Linked DNA regions of Mus musculus: region 1 is linked to region 2. A link is a contact called in public HiCAR-type data. All regions are on one chromosome and are shown on one strand. The core of a region is the stretch at or near the end of the contact, and the rest is flanking DNA. Distances in the headings are between cores, read along the strand shown. Region 1 holds the start of Rnf128 (ring finger protein 128). Region 2 overlaps Radx (RPA1 related single stranded DNA binding protein, X-linked).

The links. HiCAR-type assays count read pairs that join an accessible place to other places.
Region 1: a HiCAR-type map of kidney shows a contact between it and region 2, with 5 times the contacts expected there. The contact joins the promoter of Rnf128 here to the enhancer-like site in region 2. A contact is called at or near these places in 4 of 484 Hi-C or Micro-C datasets (the G1E-ER4 cell line, cerebral cortex, embryonic fibroblasts and 1 more), 4 of 115 datasets of contacts at active chromatin or transcription factors (bone marrow-derived macrophages, embryonic stem cells, kidney and 1 more) and 2 of 9 other capture datasets (adipose tissue and pancreatic islet).

Annotation. Positions count from the first base shown.
Region 1 is chrX:139,604,836-139,611,944 of GRCm38.p6, forward strand. Rnf128 (ring finger protein 128) reads left to right here and starts at 5,785. Exons shown (of 7, transcript NM_023270.5): 1 at 5,785-6,454. The coding sequence starts at 5,971.
Region 2 is chrX:139,521,322-139,528,249 of GRCm38.p6, forward strand. The region is part of intron 10 of Radx (RPA1 related single stranded DNA binding protein, X-linked); the gene reads left to right. Among named protein-coding and RNA genes, the nearest start is that of Radx, 44 kb to the left of the region's middle. Within about 2 kb of position 3,515, at least 22 of the 459 cell types and tissues checked have an H3K27ac peak or open chromatin away from gene starts, as enhancers often do. A contact at or near this core is called in the G1E-ER4 cell line and kidney, where this site is marked.

The DNA of each region.
Region 1 (7,109 bases), core at 4,535-7,034, 86 kb after region 2:
AGGAGACTGTTCTTTGTTTTAGGTACAGCATACTGAATATTGCTAAACCCCTCCCTGAAGTTCTATCTTTTCTTTGGATGTGTGGTCTTGCTGAAGGCCAGTGCAAGCTAATTTGAGTTGTGTCTGCATTTGCAAGTGATGGTATGTTAACTGCAAACATGAAGTCGCCTTACATGATGGCAATTTGCTTCCCTTTGTTCATTTCTTCTTTCTCTATACACCCCACCATTTTTATCTTCCTACCTAAATAGCAGCTGTCATGCTTTCTCTACAGAGCCTGCCCAACTATGTTATCCACTTGCATTTCTACAGCATCACTGACATGGAAGGCATTAGTCATTTCAAGCTATGTCTTGTCATTTCGTTAATGGTAAGAGGTCATATGTGATATCCCAATTAATTTTGCAGACATATTTTAGGCTGCACACTATTGTCCATCTCTATGCCTCTGTAGATACTCCAGGTGATAGGAAATGTAATCTCTCACAGTAGTGCCACACTGTTGCTCCTGAAGGATGCTGCTCTGTTTATCAGTTCATCATTAGATAGAGCTTGCTCAGGGCTGTTTCATTTGCTAGTGTTGATAGAAGAATTTGGCAGGGTTCATCTTTGTGGTAGGATTTGAAGAATACAAAAAGGATCTTGGCTCAGATATTATTCCCTCCCTCAATGGTGACAGTGCCTGAAATGCATATGTGAAACATTCCTTAAACTTTCTTTAGCATAAAAAAAAGTTTCAGTGTGCATGCCACTCTACAGAAGAATGGTGTGAGTCATTATCAGCTATTAATACTTATAGTCAGAACTGCCTTGGAATTCTGCTTCTGTTTAACCATGACTTTAGGCTGGCTGCTAATTTTGAGCCTGTTTCCTGTTTTGTTAAAAAAAAGGGGGGGGGGATTAAAGAAGAGATATACATGTCAAACACCTAGTGTTATTATCCTTAAGGAGAGTAGCACTCTGAGAGAATATTTTTAGGTTTCATCAACTTAGTTGTCAAGAATCAGGTGAGATCTGATTCAGGGCCATTCCTGAGAGCGAAGGCCGTAGTTGAACAGGGATATGGGCAAGGATACTATAGAGACACTGAAGGCCCAGAATCAGAGGGAAAGAGTTGGGAAGTGGGAGGGAGAGAATTGAACTACATTAACAGGAACTTTCCAACAGGAAAAGTGTAGTCTTACTCAGGGTGTGATGCTTTGTGAAGGGGTGAGATCTGGTACTACAAGTTCTCAAGCAGAAGTGGGTGCTAGCATTTCTAGTCAACTCCCTGACAATGGTGATGTGCCTGATCAGCAGCAGGCTTAACTCTTAGTAGTGGGCAGCTGTTGTAGTGTGAAAATAGTCTGCAGTAAGACATGGGGATAAGGTAGGGACAGCCAGCAAGTTACTCATCATGGAAAGACAGTTGACGCAATCAGGATCGACAATCTGGTTCTCAGCTTTGAAAGCTTTGAAATTTAACTGGTAGTATAACCAGAAGCTGGCCTCCTGGGGACTGACTCAGAGTTAACCAAATTCACAGGAGACCAATATGTAAGCCAGAATGCCAATTGATTAATTTATAATGAGAAGTATAACCTCCAAATGGACCTGATACTAGTGTTTGCTGATGAGTACGTTATCTCCCTGTAGGCATATTTACATGAGAAGCTAAATGATAATAAGAAGGTTGCTTGGTGAGATTGGACTCAGAGCAAGGGGATGCTTAATGGTTCACGTCATCAAGCTACGGTAGTCTAATGTCTTCATTTCATAATTGGGCTAGACCGCCAAAAGAGATCTGATGATGTTAGCTTCCTCACTAGTCTTTCTATTACCAGTCTTGATTTCAAAACAATCTGGATATTTTTTTAAACTGAGATTTGTTATATTATTCATCTGTTCCACTAACTTCAATATAAATCCACCACTTAGAGAATAGAAAAATGGTTACGAGCTCTTCCAAAGGACATGGTTTCAATTCCCAGCACTCTTGTGGTAGCTTAGAAGAGCTTGTAACCCTGCTTCCAGAGGAGCCAATGCTGTCTTCTGACCTCCATAAGTACCAGGCACTTACATGATACACACACATACATGCAGGCAAAACAAACATACATATGAAAGACAATTTAAAATTTTTAAATTCACAATTTAAACCCATTAATTACAAAAAGTGTAAAATATACAAAAAGTTTTAAAAAAAACAATTTAATATCTCTTTGCCCACCATCTAGATGTAACAATCATTAATCATGTTGTCAAATTTCCTTTATGCATGTATGTGATATGCACATATGTGATATGTGTATGATTCTGCTTGTTTGAAGTTCTTTACATTCCACCTACTTGACTAGTTTCATTTTTCATTACATTCCACCTACTTGACTAGTTTCATTTTTCATTAACTCACCTTTGGTAGCATATATCCAAGCCATACCTAACTCCTGACTGGAAGTTTTCTGCTTGTTCTCTGCTATCTTCATGTGGCATTACTTATGCCTGATCGTCTTTACCCTCCCTGCTTAGGTAACACCTATGCTTTACTAAATCATACTGCTCATTATTATATAGGCTTATTATCTGTCTATCTCTCTGACTCTCCTGCTAAACTTTGACTTCACTGAGAACAGGAATGTTCCCTTTATGCCCCTGCCTCTTCAGTGCCTTTCATTTAGTAAGTGTTCAATAAGAAGAAAAGACAATGACCTACTACAGGGTTCTACCTGGTTCCATTACACACAGCTCAAATCAACATGTCTAAAGTGAACTTATGTCTTTCTTTCTTATCAACTGTACACATTTTAGGCTTCTTCCTTTACTCCCTGTCTGAACAATCCAGTCTTTAGGCTCAACTCCATTCCTCCCTCTGTAGCATCCCTCAAAATAAGTGCTGTTGATTTGGCCTTTAAGATGAATCAAATCCCCATTCTGCCCACGTCCGCTCATATCTACTGCCTGTCTAGTCCAGGTTACCTTTATTTCCCACTTGGAGTATTGTCAAAACTCTACCTCAGCTCCCTGATACTACCCTAGTTCCTTCCAATCTATTATCCACAGACAAGCCATAGTGATTTCGAACTTACAGATCTGATTTATTACTTAAATCCTGATTATATTACTGTTTTTGGATAAAGTCCATATACTTGCTACCTTTACTCTCCCAAACTCTGAAGGTCTGGCCTCTATACAGCACTTGAATTTATCTTTTAATTTTATTCCTTACATTTTGTCGTGTTGGGGATTGACCCAGAACCTCAGTGTACTAGTCAAGTTCTCTACCACTGCACTTCATTCTCAGAACCCCCATTTTCTCTCTATAACCTTCCTTTCATACTGTCGGTTTCAATCATTTTGCACTTAGAAGGCCTGCTGTAATCGCAGGCTCCCAGCACTTCAGGTCCCCATGCCTTCTCTTGTGTTGCTCTTTGCAGAGAAAGACTCTTGAGCTCAGCACAGGGAACTCTTCTCTGTTGTCCAGTATTGACCTGAGCTGTGTAACCTCTATTGTAGAGATGGTACCATATGCATACACTAGTCAGTACTGAAATGATCACTTCTTATCCTTTTGGTTTGTTTGTTTTTCTATTTTTCTTTTTTTTTTTCTTTTGTAAAGATTTATTTATTATATGTAAGTACACTGTAGCTGTCTCCAGACACACCAGAAGAGGGTGCCAGATCTCATTATAGATGGTTGTGAGCCACCATGTGGTTGCTGGGAATTGAACTCAGGCCATCTGGAAGAACAGATGGTGCTCCTATCCACTGAGCCATCTCTCTAGTCCACTTCTTATCCGTTGAAGTTAATTCATGAGCTTTTAGAAAGCATAACTGATATTTTATTTGACTTACATTTAGTCCATAGCATATAGTACATGCGAGGAAATACTTAAGAAATAATAAACAGAGGAAATGAATAAGCATCACTCTATATTTATTTTTGTAGATATCTTATAAAATACCTCCTTTCTTTTGATCACATTCTCTTCAAAGAACAATATAGCTGATTTTCATTCAACTATTATTGTTTAGTTTTGATTGTTCTCCATGAACAAACTCGGATAATTTCTGAAATTATACTAATACTATAGGTGGCTGGTACTATTCTTTTTTTTAGGGGTGTTATTTTAAATCTCAAAGGTTAACATCATTGACATTGAGGGTGGATATTTTTCCACTGGCCCCATACCTACTCTAAATGGCTCCTAAAGCTCCTTTTAACACTTAAGGTTCGTGTTTCACAGAATACTCACTTGTATTTTAGCTGGTCTTTGATAGATGGTGTTAATTTTCCTCTAGGTTTCTCTAGGGTCCTAAGAGTATCAAGAATAGAATAAACCTATGCTTAACCATGGGAAATACTATTAAGTAAATGCTTAGCCGAGGATTTAGAGATGAGAGTGATTGGGAATGCTGGAAATTAGACTGAACCAAAAATGTAGCTAAGACTGAATTCATAAACAGCATGGTCTCTGGTTATTACTGGGAGGTAACGACAATTGATATTGTAGAACTCCTGTGCCCCTGAACTTGTCGAGTAACAATATTTAACGTAATTTTCATACTCAGCTAAACAGCATCCTGAGTGGTTTACAGGAAGACTTTTAACCATCTGATCAACTCCATGCGCTCAATGTTTTCATTCCCATTTTACAATTTATAAACAAATCGAGGCGCAGAGAAGTAAATTCTAAAGGTTAAAAACTGTTCAGAAGCTGGGCCTGGTAGCACATGTCTTTAACTGTAATCGCAACTAAGCAAGAGGATTGCCCTAAAGTATGCCTATGGTGCTAATTTACATAGTTAACTCCAGGCTGGTTAGGACTACACAGGGAGACTCTGTCTAAAATTCAAAATCATAAATAAATTCTAAAGTGGCTGTCACCTGGTATATTAATTCAGCTTAGTTCCATGCACAGTTTTAGTGATTCCAGTAAATGTAGTCATTGATAGATAATATTGACAGAAATGTATGCTGAACTATGACTAACTCATAAACAAGAGACATGTGTGAGTTGTCCAGGTGGGCTGGCCTCATTTTAGTTGGTATCAAGAGAAGAAAGGTATTGTAGTTAAGATCATGAATCTCGCTGGAAAATCAGTTAGGTCAAACCTAATTTGTGGAAGGTGAATTAAAAAGGGGAGCTTGGCTTTGAGGTGTGTGGAGATGATAATTCTGTTGTGGTTATCAAAATTGCTTGCAAGAGGCATCTGGTGCAGTGTGTTAGCCTCGGGTAGCAAAGACACGTATAGCACTTGCTGAGATCAGGGAAAGAGAAACGTGCTGTTTGGGGCCACTAAGAAGGTAATTAAATAAAGGGAGCAATGAGGACGTGCTTTGCTTGTCCTTTCCGGGGGGGAGGGGGAGGGGGAAACAGGAAGCCTCTAACCCCAGCACTAAACACCTACTCAGAACTCACACCCTTTGGACCTGGGGCTGTTCAGAAGTACTTTCCTACCACAAAGCCCAAACTCCCCTTCAGGCAAAGGAGATGGAATTTGTGCCTTTCAAAACCAACTCCAATCCGACTCCGAACTGAAAGCTTGTAAACTGGCGCATTCTCCAGTTTCTCGGGCCGAGGATTCTTCCTAAAAAGGACAGGACACACCTGGCTGGCCAACCTCGAGTCTCTCCTGTAACGTTTCCCCATCCTGTGACCCTTTTAAGAGGCGGATCCCGCAGTGTCCTTTTCCTCTCCGCTTGCTCGCTCGCTCGCTGGCTGGCTCTCTCTCCCAGCCACCTCTACCCCCAGCCGGGTGGGCGGAGCTTCGCGCGAGCGTCCCAGAGCCCGACGAGGCCGCGGCAGTCGCGAGCGAGCATCCCTAGCGCTTGCTTGTAGGAGCTGCGTCTGCAGTAGCCTGGCCGCTGACGCTGCGTGCCGGCTGGCAGGGCAGCCTGCGACCTCGCTGGCCCCGCGCCCGCTGCTAGCCGCCGGCTCCCCACCTGGTTCGCACCTAGTCCCAGCCCGGGTCGCCTGCCGAGTGCGCGCCATGGGGCCGCCGCCCGGGATCGGGGTCTACTGCCGCGGCGGCTGCGGAGCTGCCCGGCTACTGGCTTGGTGCTTCCTTCTGGCTCTGAGTCCGCACGCGCCCGGTTCCCGGGGAGCCGAAGCCGTGTGGACCGCGTACCTCAACGTGTCCTGGCGGGTTCCGCACACCGGAGTGAACCGCACGGTGTGGGAGCTGAGCGAGGAGGGCGTGTACGGCCAGGACTCGCCGCTGGAGCCCGTCTCCGGGGTCCTGGTACCGCCCGACGGGCCCGGGGCGCTCAACGCCTGTAACCCGCACACCAATTTCACGGTGCCCACGGTTTGGGGGAGCACGGTGCAAGTATCTTGGTTGGCCCTCATCCAACGCGGTGGAGGCTGCACCTTCGCGGACAAGATCCATCTGGCTTCAGAGAGAGGGGCTTCTGGAGCGGTCATCTTTAACTTCCCTGGGACCCGCAATGAGGTCATCCCCATGTCTCACCCGGGTGAGTGCAGCTACTAATTTGCAGCTCTTCAAACCTCTACTGGTGACCAGCTTCCCCGGTTTCCTTCCCTGCTTGCCTCTCCCTGTCCCTTTGCTTGGAAAGAAAACGGGTGCCCCTTTTTTTGCCCCCACTAAGTAGAGCAGGGTCCTCCCGAGAGTCTTCAGGTGTAGGGGTTGGGTGCAAAAGAATTCTTCAGAATTTAATTTGCCTCTGGTGGAAAAGGGTAAGACAAACGGGGTGGGGTGCTTGGGGGGGGGTCGCAGAGGCTGGCACAGTTGGGGTTTTCGCTTCTTTTCCTGGTGTTTCACAAGGGTGCTTTCCTGGGATTAAGGGTGTGGGAGGGTGGGCATTGGCTTTTAAACTAGGAGGGAGAACATTGCCTGGGAATCGCTTTGCGGTATAAAAACGGATTTTTCTCTTCTCTCTGGGTTTCTCTTCACATTTCCTATGAATCAAGTACAAGATTATGTTACAGTACTCAGTTAACCTCATTGTAATTTTTTGTGGAAACTTTAGCTTAGGAGTTCTCTGCCCAGTGGTCTTGGATCCCAAGTAGTTCTTGTTATCAGTGCTTTTGTTTGTTGCCTCCTGACAAACCTGATTTAGCTTCTTGAGTTCCAAGGCAGGTGGTTAATGCTACTGAAAATAAAATAAA
Region 2 (6,928 bases), core at 2,265-4,764:
TAGTTGGTAGCTATGTATCATAAGAATATCCTACATCCCAATACCAAACTATGCCTAGCATGTTAGGACCCCTTCATGAATGTTATATGCTCTTATTGGCTCACTTAAATAATACAAATTAAAACATTTTTCTTTTTATTTATTTTTCTCTCATTTATTACATTGAAATTGCAGTTTCCCTTGCCCCCTCCTCTCCCACACCATTCCTGCCCACCTCACCTCTCCCTGAGATCTAGTCCATCTCATTTTCCTTCACAAAAGGGCAGACCTCCCCAAGGATATCAACCAAACATGGCATATCAAGTTGTAATAAGACTAGGAATGTCTCTCATATTAAGGCTGAAAGCAAAACCCAGTAGGAGCAAAAGAGCCAGAGACAGACCCCCCCTTCACTTCCACTCTTAGGAGTCCCACAAGAAGACCAAGCTATACAACTATAACATTTATGCAGAGGACCTATGTCAGTCCCATTCAGGCTCCCTGGTTGTTGTTTTAGTCTCTGTGAGCCCCTATGAGGTCTGGTTAGTTGATTCTGTGGCTTTTCTTGTGGTGTCCTTGACTTCTCTGGGTCCTACAATTCTTGTTCCCCTTCCTCTGCAAGATTCCCAAGCTCCACCTAATGTTTGGCTGTGGGTCTCTGCCTCTGTTTCCATTAGTTGTTGGATGAAGCCTCTCTGATGGCCATTATGCTAGGCTCTAGTCTACAAGTATAGTAGAGTATCATTAGGAATCATTTCACTGACCTTTTGTTTTTGTTTGTTGATGTTGTTGTTTTTGTTTTGTTTTGTTTGCCTGACCTACTCAGTTCTGCCCTAGGTTCCTGGGCTATCCAACCTCTGGTTCCTGGCCCTCCAAGTAGTGTAGGACATGTGACCCCTCAAGTCAGTCTAGTCATTGGTTGGCCACCCCCACAAGTTCTGTACCACCTTTACTCCAGCACACCTTGCAAGCAGGACAAATTGTAAGCTGAAGGTTTTGTGGCTGAATTGGTGTCCAAATCCCTCCACTGAAAGTCTTGCCTGATTACAGGAAATGGATGGGTCAGGCTCCATATCCCTCATTATTAGTAGTCTTAGCTAGGGTCACTCTTGTAGATTCCTGGGAGTTTCCATTGCAGTGCTTCTATTTCACCCTCCAAATGTCCACAAATAACAGTTGTCACTTCAAGTACTCAGTCTTCCCCCAACCTGATCCTCTTCCTATCCCTCACCTATCCCTAGTCCGCCTATAATATCGATTCTATTTCCCCTTCCCAGGGAAATTCATGTATTCTTCAGCTTGAGCCCTCCTTGTTACTTAACCTGTCTGGGTTTTTGGATTATAGCATGATTAACTTTTACTTTACAAGCTAATATTCACTTATAAGTGAACACATATCATGTTTGTCTTTCTGTTTCTGAGCCACTTGGATTTTTTTCCAGTTCCATTCATTTGCCAGTAAATTTCATGATGTCAGTTTTTGACAGCTGAGTAATACTCCATTGTATAAATGTATCACATTGTCTTTATCCATTCTTCCATTGAGGGACATTTATATTGTTTCCACTTTTTGGATCTTAATGAATAAAGCTGCTGTGTACATGTTTGAGCAAATGTCCTTGTGGTAGGATGAAGCATCTTTTGTGTACATGCCGAGGAGTGGTATAGCTGAGTCTTGAGGTAGACCTAATCCCAATTTTTTGAGGAACCACCAAATTAATTTCCAGAGTGGTTGTACCAGTTTGCATTCCTACCAACAATGGAGGAGTGTTCTTCTTTCTCCACATTCTCCGCCAGCATCTGCTGTCACCTGAGGTTTTGATCTTAGCCATTCTAACTGGTATGAGGTAGAATCTCAGGGTCATTTTGATTTGCATTTCCCTGATGATTAAGGATGTTGAACACTTATCTAAGTATTTCTCAGCCATTTGAGATTCCTCTGTTGAAAATTCTCTGTTTAGGTCTACACCCATTATTAATTTAGTTTGTTTATGTCTAGTTTCTTGAGTTCTTTATATGTTTTGGAAATTAACCCATTGTCAGATGTAGGGTTGGTGAAAATCTTTCCCCAATCTGTAGGATGACATTTTGTTCTATTGCCAGTGTATTTTGCCTTACAGAAGCTTTTTAGTATCATGAAGTTCCATTTCTTAATTGTAGAACGCAGTGCCTGGGCTATTGGTGTTCTGTAACTTGTCTCCTGTTACAATAAATTCAAAGCTATCCCCCACTTTCTCTTCTATTAGGTTCAGTGTATCTGGTTTTATGTTGAGATCTTTGATCCACTTGGACTTGAGTTTTGTGAAGGGTGATAGATATTGATCTATTTGCATTCTTCTACATGCCAACATCCAGTTAGACCAGAAACATTTGTTGAAAATGCTTTCTTTTTCCCATTGTATATTTCTGGCTTCTTTATTAAAAATCAGATGTACATAGATGTGTGGGTTTACATCTGAGTCCTCAATTCCATATCGTGTAGTTTTTATTATGATAGCTCTGTAGCAGAGCTTGAAATCAGGGGTATTGAAGTTCTTTTATAGTACAGGATTTTAAAACCATTTTCAAGTCAACATTTTTATAAGTATATACAATACATGCCCTGAAGGATTTCAAAATGGATATATTTTAACTATTTTAGTTATTTAGGTTTCTCTTAAAGTTTTTTCTTAATTGTTTGTAGAAATAATTTATTTCACTAATTTAAATTTAATACCATGTAAAATATCTTACCAAAATTTTATAGTCAAATGCTATTTCCATTGTTCATGATACTCATTTATAGTTCATTAATAACTAGCTATATGAATTAAGAACATGATAAAATTAAAGAAATATATTGATGAAAAGAAAGTGAACAACATAATGTACCACTTATGATTTATAATCACATCATTTCCCTTTTCTTTTCTTTAAATCCTCTCATATACCAATTTTTCTCTTTCAAATTCAAGGCCTCTTCTTTTCATTAATTGTTGTTACATATATATGTGTATATACATATATATTCCTAAACACATAAATATAACCTACTCAGTCTGTACGAAGTTCCTTGTGTATTTGTTTTCAGGGCTGACCATTTGCTCTCAGATAACCAGTTGGCATGCTTTTCCTTGGGTGAGGGGGTCTATTTCTCCTATTCTCAGCATTCCTTAGTTGCCTGTGGGATGCCTTGTGTATGCTTCCTCTCTCAGAGTGTCCAGACGCTGCTGCACACCAGGCTGGAAGGATGAAGCAGAGCTGGGAACGTGAACTTGTGGGGTATACAGGATCCTTTCCCCCTGGGAGTGCAGGGGGACAGGGTGTCCCAGCTCTTTTAGGTGGCACTCAGTGAAACAACACTCTTACATGATCTTCAGTGAAACAGCTTGTATGCATACACATTATTTGGGGTAGACAAGGGCTATATATGAACCCTGGAGAGTTGGAAGGAGTTTTCAGGGTGAATGTAAATCATTGTCTAGGGTTTAAAGTCCTGAGAATGCTTCATTTGCATAGAGAGGTATTCCAGGAACCTCAGGTACTTGCTGGACAGGTTCTTATCTGGAAAGAGGAAGTTGAACCTGAAGTGTTGCCAAGGACTATGTGACCTTCCTCAGGTACAGGGTGTTGAGGGTGGGCTCCCCAGATAAGATCGGGTAGAGAAAAGGAAACCTTGCTGGACAAGGGAGTCCACCATTTTGAGCTGAGCTAAGTGGAGCTATCTGGACCTGGTAGACTGTGACCATAAACAACAGCGTTTCCCCACAGTTCTTTTTGAAGGATTAAGGTTTCATGGGCTTTCTCTTGTCCACTTTAGCATGTTTATTGTTGTTGTCCTTGTTCTTCTCACATCTAAATAGTTATGATGGTGAGAACATTATGTGTGTAACTTGTGACATTGCTAGGAGATATAATCTCACAGAAAACTCCTTGATCCTCTGAATCTTACAGTTTTTTAGCCCCTCTTCTGAAAAGGTGCCTTAGCCTTAGGTACAGAGGTGTTTTGTATTGAAGTCATTGGGCTTCACAACTCTAGATTCTTATTGGTTGTGGTTTTCTATAAAGGTCTCCATCTGATCCAAAGGGAAGTTTCCTTGATGATGGGTAAGGACTATACTGATAAGTGGGTATAAGCACAGATATTTAGAATGCAGTTAGGGATCATTTTGGTTTAGTAAAATGGTGGTTGTAGGTTCTCCTCCAAGACCCATGACTTCAGTGGCCCTCAATAGTTGGTTAAGTTTCCAGTACAAAGCATGATTTCCCTCTAGTCAAGGAGGTCTTAAATCCAATTAGAGAGCTGTTGGTTACTGCCAGGGTATTCAAGCCACTACTACACCTCTAAAGTTATCCTGACATGGTGGACATTGTTGTGGTTTATAAGCATTATAGCTGGGTAGGAAAGTTGGTTGCCTCTCTCCTTTGGCGCTTGCATGGGGCCTTCTGGTAGGTACTATGAAAACTAGGCCTCAGAGAGGAGGCTTTCAGGTCAGGTCTAGGCCCCAGATAAGGCACCAACAATAGATCAAACAGATTTTCAATTAGGTGTTTCTTGATGAGCCAATGAGTTAAATTAGGGTTTCTTAGGAGCATGGGGGCATCGAGTTCTTGGAACAAGTTTGATCTTTTCTGTCAGGCTATCTAATTTCTTCTTGTTATCTCTTCTTTGCACTGGACTGCTTAACAAACCACAACCAACAGTATCCAACCAGTAACCCACATGCCTCTTGGGGCCCTAGCATTTTTATACATTCTGAAATGTCCACAGAATTCCAAATGTCACACAGTTGCAGAAACGATCTGCAGCTGGTGAAAATTATCCCTCTGCTGAGAGCCTGAGGCAAATCATAGTCACCTGCTCCAGACAGTCTAAAGCAGCTCCATATCCCACACCTGGGATTTAAAAAACAAAAAACAAAAAACCAAAAAACAACAAAAAAAACATATTCCTGGAATACTTTTGTGTTTTTCAAAGAAACCAAAATTCTCACTCTCCTCCCAGGCAACTGATAACTTCCTATACTTCCTCAGAGCTGTAGACTTATAAACACCACTCTTTCAACTCCACCCTGTCCAGGACCGAACATTAAAAGACCCAAAAGAAGTAATTATGTTTATTGAGAGTTCAAGAGAACAATGATCAGTTATACCTGAAGGACAGCATTCCCCAGTACTCCACCCATTCCTCAGTATTTCACATTTCTTTTTAATATATTTTTAATTCAAATAGAATTACATCATTCCCCCCATACACTTACTTCCTCTAGTCTCTTCCTCTAGTCGTTCTCCTTCCAATCCTTCCCATACTCCAGTACTCTCAAATAGCCCCTTTTCTTTGATCATTATTGTTATATGTATGTATGCATATATATGCGCAGATATATAAACAAAACCTGCTGAGTCTCTTCTGTTTGTGGGTTTACTCTTTCAGGGCTGACCACTTTGTACTGGACACCAATTATGAGAACTCATCCCTGATAGAAACTAAAATTCTTCCTCTCTCAGTAGTCATTTGTTGCCTATAGGTTTATTTTTTTTTTCGGTATGGAGCATATGAATTTTTTCCTTCCACTTGAACATGTCCATTGATATAGCCGTTGTTCTGATCTTGTGCATACAGACATGTTTTAGGAAAGACTACTTCGCAGCAGACTTTCTGATATTCTGGTTTTCATTTTTCCATCCTCTCTTCCAAAATATTCCTTAAACCAAAAGTGCAGGAGCTGTGATAATCATGTATCCATTGGTACGGGGCTCCCCGAGGTCTGTCAATTTCTGCATTGTGTCCAGTTGTGGTTTTCTGTGATAGCCTCTGTTTGCTACTGGAGCATTTCAACAGACAAAGGTAGCTCTCAAAAGATAGCAGGTTCAAAGTCCCCTTATCTGGAGCTAGGCCTGTGGGTGTAGAGATGGCTACCGGTGGGAACAGTGGGAGGGGAAGTAACAGGAGATTAGATTGATTACCCAGCAAAGGAATATCAGGAACAAAGAGGGTTAATGGGTTATGGTCTGGAACTAGGCTTATGTGTTTGTTGATAGTGGTGGGTGTGGAGAAGTGATGGGACTTAACTGGCAAAGATGGTTTACGAATGAAGAAGTTTCAAGGCTACAGATCTGGAAATGGACTTGTAAGTTTACAGATGACATTGGGTTGGGGAAAGGGCAAAGAAAAGGAATATGTAGCGTACCCAGGAAAAGTTGCTGACCAACAAAGAGGGTTCTAGGGCCCTTTTATCTATCTTACATTCCTTTAACCCCTCCACTGTTGTCAAAACCTTGAAGGGGACAATATAGAGCTGAACATTAGGCAGCCACTTCTTCTCAGCACTGTGACCAATATGAATCTCTATAAGTGCTAGCTGCTTCAAAAAGAAGCTTCCCTGGCCACAGGTCATAGCAGTATAATAAATATTGAGAGAGGAACAGTATATTGAGAAAAAATAAAATAACTGTAGCTTTCCTAAGATCTCCTTAGCTATGGGACTTTGACTACCTTTATAATACTAATTTCAAATTCTCTTGTTTGGAGTGAGCCAAATCTAATCATAAAACAGTCATGTCACTATTGCACTAGTGGGCATCTTGCCTGGCATGTTGGTGATATAACACACAGAGTCCACAACCATGTAGGAATGTTGATGGCTGTCCCTCCCCAACAGCATGTAACACTATGAAAACTGGCCAACGGGTAGGAAGTTTCCAGCTCTGTTCAAGCTTAATTTCTTCATGCTCTACAACCAAAACCTGTGGCATCCTCACAGTCTAACAGATGGACAGTCAACATCAGTGTCAGTGGCCTGTATTGTTTTAGGGACCTCAGAATCCTCCCTGGATAACAGCTCACAGGGAAGTAGTCCATCCCCGATAATAGAAATTTCATCTAATAATCACATGGCTTCTGGGACCATCTTTTCCTGCCCATTCAGAGTACCTATGTTCACACTCTCAAACTGTGATTTTAACTTTT